Regions from separate parts of the Hordeum vulgare genome. Here region 2 is linked to region 1. A link is a contact called in public Hi-C data. All regions are on one chromosome and are shown on one strand. Each heading gives the region's core, a stretch centred on a gene start, on an enhancer-like site or on the middle of the called end of the contact. The rest is flanking DNA. Distances are from core to core; before and after follow the strand shown.

What was found. A called contact is a pair of places that touch in the nucleus more often than the background predicts.
Region 2: a contact with region 1 is called in a Hi-C map of seedling, with 5 times the contacts expected there. The contact joins the promoter of LOC123405939 here to the promoter of LOC123405678 in region 1. A contact is called at or near these places in 4 of 6 Hi-C or Micro-C datasets (leaf and seedling) and 1 of 1 datasets of contacts at active chromatin or transcription factors (embryo).

What each region holds. Positions count from the first base shown.
Region 1 is chr1H:32,550,880-32,554,636 of MorexV3_pseudomolecules_assembly, forward strand. It overlaps LOC123405678 (tetraspanin-3), which reads right to left and starts at 2,274. Exons shown (of 2, transcript XM_045099299.1): 1 at 1,507-2,274. The coding sequence starts at 2,040.
Region 2 is chr1H:32,692,597-32,696,554 of MorexV3_pseudomolecules_assembly, forward strand. LOC123405939 (low temperature-induced protein lt101.2-like) reads left to right here and starts at 2,152. Exons shown (of 2, transcript XM_045099454.1): 1 at 2,152-2,364; 2 at 2,512-2,917. The coding sequence starts at 2,284. The coding sequence ends at 2,595.

The DNA.
Region 1 (3,757 bases), core at 1,024-3,523:
AGATGCTCCATAACATGCCTATGCCTATATGTGCGTGCACCGGAGAAAACAAAGCCATATCCAACCTGGAATTCAAAAACCATGAACCCACCCCAAAGTATGCTTTCATGGGCGCGGTATCCCCCCTACTACAAATTATGTGCCCATGTGCATTAAACTGCACACAACTTGACTCAATGATTCAATAATTACTTCTCCACAGAATCAGATGTATGCAGACATGGGCAACAGCTAATCTGCATTAGAATACAGATGCAGCCCATAATGCACTAGTTATGTAGACCCTAGGGGGAAAACACAGGAGCACTGGTGTAGTATATATTTTTTTCATGTGTTCTGCAAGATTGTAGCCGACGAAAGGAACAAGCAGCCTGGCAGGTATGGAGAAGACAGCACAGAGAACATCAGGACAAGACGCAAGGCAGCTAACTATGCAAGGCTTCCATGGTCCAATTCCAACTCTGAAATGAAATGTGGTACTGGGCATCTCTCTGGCTTTCGGTTGTCCTGGTCACACCATGGTGTCGTCCTGATCCCTCAATCATGCAAATACCCTGGTCCTCCATGTCGTTTTGGCATCCGAAAAAGGCAGGAAAATGACCTTATCCTCAGCATCACCACACACACATGGAGATTCTACTTATTACCACAGCGATAGTGTTAACTCATAGTAGTACCTGGACTGTTGGGGGAAGGCAACTGACATAGACCAGGAATCAAATTGACCACTGGCTCAATTCTTAGTGCTGAAGGCACTACCAGAATCTTTGCTCCATGCAGAAAGAACAAACTTTGTGTTAGTTGTTCACATCAGCCAAAGAAAACATCCTTTAAACACTTACTTTTCCAAAATAGTCCATCCTGATGGTAACAATCCCTGATGATCTCAAGTCCCAAATCACCCCCACAAAGTGTCCCTACTTACGGGCACGCATCGAATAATCCCGTAATCGCGGCGCGGATCCTTCTTTTGTGATGTCAAGCAATTCCATGGAGGAACCAATTGAAAGCTAAAAAAGACTGCTTTTGGAGAAAGTTGTGTTTGAAGGAATCGGGTGGGAGGCTGCTAATTAGTTGTTTTTCTCTCCTGGCTGGTTTTGCCCCAAATCAGGGAGAAGCAAAAAAGGTTGCAGGATTAACAATTTTTCTCAAAGGTCGAGCATGACTTGTTAAGCAAAAGGGGGGCTGATGTTAAAAGGGGCAAGCAAGGTTCATCTCGAGATCCACATATGGTACTCCCAACCAACTAGCAGTAAACTGGAATATCCTAAACAGTGTTAGAAAGCTCAAACTGAATCGATAATTCCAGCACAACACAAAGCAAATTGCAGAGATAAGCAGAGAACATTAGTAGTATTAGCACACAAAAAAGGAGCATTTGTGGCAGGAAAAATCCCCAAATTTGCTACTGGCGAGTTGCTTGGCAATGGGGAATTAGCCAAGAATCGCATGGAAATGGTGCGCGAGGCAAGATGATGGAAGTGAATCTTGGGAGGGGGAAGGGACCTGAATCGGGGAGAGGTCGCGGCCGTAGAAGACGACGGCGGGCTCGAGGACGAGCATGCCGGTGTTGGGGTCGCGGACGGGGCGGCGCATGGAGCGGCAGGCGTGGCCGTCGCGGAGGCATGCGCTGATGGTGGCCCAGTAGTCGGGGTCGGCGACGCGGCCGCGGAGCCAGCCGTTGTAGTCGGAGAGCTGGTACTCGAGGAAGCGGCGGTTCATGACCACCTGGCCCTCCCCGCGGTCGGTGACGGCGAAGGCGAAGACGATGAAGAAGAGGAGGGCGACGACGATGAAGAACATGGCGAAGAGGTAGATGCGGAGCAGCCAGGTCTGGCGGTAGCACGCGCCGGCGAAGCCCATGAGGGAGACGACCATGACGGCGAGCCCGATGATGATGATTGGCCACTGCAGGAACCGGATGCAGTCCGTGGTGTTCGCCCGCGACGCCAGCCAGATTCCGCCCCCCAGCACCGGGATCGACGCCAGGAACGTTATGAAGTTCACCACCCCCAGCATCTTCGACCCCCCTCCGTGCATCTCCTCCTTCCTCCTCCTCCGCCCCCTCTCCCCTCCCTCCCAAGCGAGCTTCTTTCTTGGCTCCGCCCTGCTTCTTGTCCTCTCTCTCTCTCTCTCTCTCTCTGCTGCTGCTGCTGCTGCTGGTGCTGCTGCTGCTGGTGCTGTCTGGTGGTGGGCGTGGGAGAGAGGGAGGAGGGGATTGGGCCGGCTTTTAGCGAGCTGAGGAGCAACGGCAGCAGAAGAAGCGGAAGCAGAGTGTGGGTCACGTGTACGGGGCGGCGTCCATATCCGTGGTAGTATTTGGGCGGCTGCTTTCGTCCGTATATACGGCATTCCGGTCTACTGTCTACGTCTACGTAGACGTATTTTGGGAACCTTTTTTTGGGCAGAGGGGAGCATGGCCACATGATGGTTTGAGAACTGAGACTTGAGAGTGTTGCTATCGGGTAGTGATATTAATTTGGAGGAAGAGCTAGGCCGTGACCGGCAGTGTGCTTGTTGCACGCCTCTATGATTGCTCCGTGCATGGTGCATCATCTTGTGTTTGAAAATTGGTGGCGAAAACCCGTCGATTTTCCCGTGGCGAAACGGTACAGGTTTCGGGCGTGCCGAGAAGGACCCCGATCGGTGATGAGGACATGATGGGGAAGGCATGTATCTGATGGTGGTTTCTATAACAAAATTGACGAGGAGGCTCGTTGTTGTTTGTATTAAAAAAGAATATGACGATCCGATGAAAACGATGTTTTCCAAACAATTGAAATTATCGGCTATCAGAATCGAAGTTCAGATTTGATTCCTGCCATGCGCCCTAGCCCGCCAGACCAATTGATCTTGAGGTAAACACTGATGTTTACCAAAAGGATATATTATGTTTGTTATTTCTCAATCAATTGAATTCGGGTGTTGGACGCGGGCGCGAGGGAGATAGGGATATGGAGCTCGTCGTGCCAGAGAAGGAGGGGTGTTATAGAGAAGTGGAGGGGGAGTTCGTCGTGCCGGAGAAGAAGGGATGGGGGTGACGGCAACGGACAACAAGAAAACGCTGTTTGAAATTATTACTATTTTTTTAAGCCGCCTGAAAATAGTCTCCCTCAGAAGGCCCTGCAAAAAGAGGCATTTCTTCACTAATGGTAAAAATAAAAATGTTGCATGCATTCTCTTCTTTTTATCCTGCAGGCAGGATGGTTTCAGCCCTAGATATCAGGTGGGGACAAATCCAGACACATTGTGCACCATCTCAGCTGCGAAATTGGGCGGAGGCCTCCTCCTTCTATCTATCTACGTACGTGCTAAATTGGAAATAACGTGCAAACTGATGGCGAGAGCCTCCAAGATTTGGTTTTCCCAAACGAATCCGCCGGCAGAGAGTGGGATTTTTCCAGCGGTGGAGTGAATGCCGGTTTGCTTCCGTTGCGTCCGAACGATATTTCGACTCCACATGCCGAAGGATGCCCGGAATAGCCGCACGCATGTGCGTCCCATGAGGCCATGACCCGTTGATTGGCTGGAAACGATGCGACGCAGCTTGGATTGCTCGGTTGGTTTACCTGGAAATGATGAGGTAGTTCATCAGATCATGCTCAATGGCTCGCCTATGTTCGAAAATTAAGACGTAGAGCACTAGTTTAACAAGCTGGTCCGAAAAAGTTTGAGATTAGAGCTCCCAAGCCATGAGGCAATGGCACGAAAAATAGTTACATAACGTAGCCGTTTCCTCACCGACGGAAACGTCTCC
Region 2 (3,958 bases), core at 902-3,401, 140 kb after region 1:
ATGACATATGAATAGGTGCATGCATATCCTCTAACATAATAATCGCCAGGCCTCACTGTCATACAGATCATCGATAGGCAGCGTGCGATTTAATTGAGACAAGACTCTGAAACTCCTAGAAATTTGGGTGGCATGCCACTTGAGGCAAAAGGGAAATGCACGACAGATTTCTCCAATCAAACATGCCATCGATACTTGCATACTCACATGGAAGTACTACTAACTACGAATCCAATGGTATAACAAATTTGTGCATAATAGTTAAGCATATTGTTGTGTTATTCGCTAGCTGTTGATTACTCAAAATTGCGTTCTCCAAAACTAAGTAAGCTAATCAAACGGGAGCTGGTAATCCCCAGCCACTTACTGGAAAGCAGTAAAGTGAAGACGATTTGTTTTAACATAGAGTGGACATGATTACATCGACCATGTAATCAGTAGCCGTAAATCACCGTGACCGGGTTAAATTTTAGTGAACCGCGCGTCGCTGTCAGTAGCCTACTACTAGCTACGAGCTGTACGTGCCGACATGGAACACCAATGGACGGATGTGCATGACTTGTCGCCCTGACGTGTCAACGTTTTACGGGTTGATAGTGCCACTTACGCCGGACTAGGGTGTTGCGTCATCACATTTGACTAAAAGCAAGTATAATAAAGCTGAGTCAACGGGATATAAAACATAAATTATTATATTTTTGCTTAGTTAGAGGAAAGAGAAGAGGAGGAAGAAGATAAGCGGACTTTTAGTTAAGAGCCCACTCTAATACGTGATCCTAAGTACTTTTTGAGATGAAAGATGGGCCATACAAAAATGTAATACAATCTTTTAATCAACTACTCCCTCCGTCCGGAATTACTTGTCACACAAATGAATAAAAGTGAATGTATCTAGAATTAAAATATATTTAGATACATCTATTCATATGACAAGTATTTTCGGACGGAGGGAGTATTTTACATGTTGGCTATAGGATGAGTTATAGATTACATGACAACAACTTCTAGCAAACAGCCGGTTATACTATTATTCATGCTCTAAGGAGGAGTATCGTGCACCAATTTATCATCATGCTTGACCATAGCGTCATTGACGAAGCTACGTTGAAACAAAACAAGGCCATGACACGCCTAGGTTTTTATCAAAACAGTGAACCGAATACTAAAACCCCGTCATGCAGATAGAATAATTCACAGTGGCGGAAACAAGCCTGCTAGGCCTAGTTTAAAAAAACAGACCAGACAAACGGTCGGACCTATAAAACCGGAACCGATAGCCTCAACGGGTTTTTAAGCTAATAAAACCGTTCTGCAATCAAACCAAAGAATACCGGTCAAACCGGCCGGTTTTCTAAAAACCCAGTGAAAAAACCGGGCCAGTGAATCGGAAAAATCCAGAAAAATGTTTTAATGAAAATTGTGAGAAATGAGATTTGATTTCAAGTCATGTGAGTAGTACGTACACTACTGTCCATGACCCAATAACCAACTTGGATGTGCTACATTGTTGTCCATTATATGAAAATAATTTTATTTAAACATTATTTCACATTATATTAGCACATGTATTACTCTATTGCTTAAAAAACCGACAATGGAACCTATGAACCGGCAGTCTGACCGGTAAAAATCTGAACCAACAAACTTTTCGGATCATTTTTTAAACTATGCTGCTAGCTAGGGAAAATGGGACTATATATAATCTTAGATGTAGTGACAATAATCTGTGTAATATCTTCCTACTAAGTATAAAAAGTTTTCAAAATACACCACCCAAGCTAATCTAGCCCTAAACGTAACCCATGCTAATCCCGCCTGTGGCCCGTCCAATTTACTCGATGCAGCTCCGCCAGTGTATAGCGCATGCACGGGTACCTGATCGAGTTGACAAACAAGTAACAGAACTCTATTCTCAATGCGATACTCTATTGTGAATACCATTGAATGGCTAATCAGCTGATGCATGCTGTGCTAGGGCACGTCGTCAACAAAAACGCGCGGTCCAAGCGCGCACGTCCAGATGGCCTGGAGGCTGGAGCGCGAGAGGCACAGCTCGACGGGTGTCCGCCGAGCATGGGCAAGGTGTCGCGCCACGGGAGCTCCGCGCCGCCACGTCCGCCCGCGTGCAGCTTATCTAGCCGCCGATTGAGCTCATCTCTAGCCGCTGTAGCCGCACCTCACTCTCCCCGGCTGACCACACCACCGAAGAACCTTTTTCAGAGAACATATCACCGGAGAAGAAGCAGGCTCTGCGACTGCGAGCCAGACAGGAATTTGACTGCGATGGGTTCGGAGACTTTTGTGGAGATCCTGCTGGCCATCCTGCTGCCGCCGGTCGGCGTCTTCCTCCGCTACGGCATCGGCGTAAGCTCCCAAACCTACTCATATTTATCAACTGCTGCTGCCGGTGCTAGCCCACTTAGCTACAGGTCAAGCTGCCTGTCGATCTACCTCTGTGTGTGTGTGTCTGTCTGTCTGATGGAGTGATGGGTTTGGTGCAACTGTATGCAGATGGAGTTCTGGATCTGCCTGCTGCTCACCTTGCTGGGCTACATCCCCGGCATCATCTACGCCATCTTCGTCCTCGTCGCTTAAATAGTTTCAGTTTCAGCAATTAAGCAGTACGGACTAGTGTGCGGAGATGGATCGTTACCAGGCAGCATCTCTGTTCCAGTTGCTCTAGCGGTTCATGGACGAGCTGGCTGGCGCATCAGTGCAAGCAGGATCTTTGCTCCATGACTGACCACCCTGCATGTCGGTCCAGTTACTAGGCCGGCTACCACTGTTGTGTTGAGTGCTATATTGCCGTTCTGTGCGTACCACTTTTTTTTTTTGTGTCTGTGTGTTGTGCTCTACGTGTATCATCTTCAGTGCTGCGATTTTCATGCATGCCAGATTCAGGCCTTTTTAGCGTGTATATTTTTTTAGGGTATGGCTGAATTTCAGTCTACTGAGACTTAGTCAAGTCTCACTCAAGTGACACTACATATAAAAAGGATAAACAAAGAAATTAAAATAAATTAGCACATATTTCCACGTAAGATCTCACAAATATAGGCTTCGTCGAGTCTGGTCGACTGAGATTTAGCAATCTGAAGTGAAGCAATCGTCGAGTCTGGTCGACTGAGATTTAGCAATCTGAAGTGAAGCAATCGTCGAGTCTGGTCGACTGAGATTTAGCAATCTGAAGTGAAGCAATCGTCGAGTCTGGTCGACTGAGATTTAGCAATCTGAAGTGAAGCAATCGTCGAGTCTGGTCGACTGAGATTTAGCAATCTGAAGTGAAGCAATCGTCGAGTCTGGTCGACTGAGATTTAGCAATCTGAAGTGAAGCAATCGTCGAGTCTGGTCGACTGAGATTTAGCAATCTGAAGTGAAGCAATCGTCGAGTCTGGTCGACTGAGATTTAGCAATCTGAAGTGAAGCAATCGTCGAGTCTGGTCGACTGAGATTTAGCAATCTGAAGTGAAGCAATCGTCGAGTCTGGTCGACTGAGATTTAGCAATCTGAAGTGAAGCAATCGTCGAGTCTGGTCGACTGAGATTTAGCAATCTGAAGTGAAGCAATCGTCGAGTCTGGTCGACTGAGATTTAGCAATCTGAAGTGAAGCAATCGTCGAGTCTGGTCGACTGAGATTTAGCAATCTGAAGTGAAGCAATCGTCGAGTCTGGTCGACTGAGATTTAGCAATCTGAAGTGAAGCAATCGTCGAGTCTGGTCGACTGAGATTTAGCAATCTGAAGTGAAGCAATCGTCGAGTCTGGTCGACTGAGATTTAGCAATCTGAAGTGAAGCAATCGTCGAGTCTGGTCGACTGAGATTTAGCAATCTGAAGTGAAGCAATCGTCGAGTCTGGTCGACTGAGATTTAGCAATCTGAAGTGAAGCAATCGTCGAGTCTGGTCGACTGAGATTTAGCAATCTGAAGTGAAGCAATCGTCGAGTCTGGTCGACTGAGAT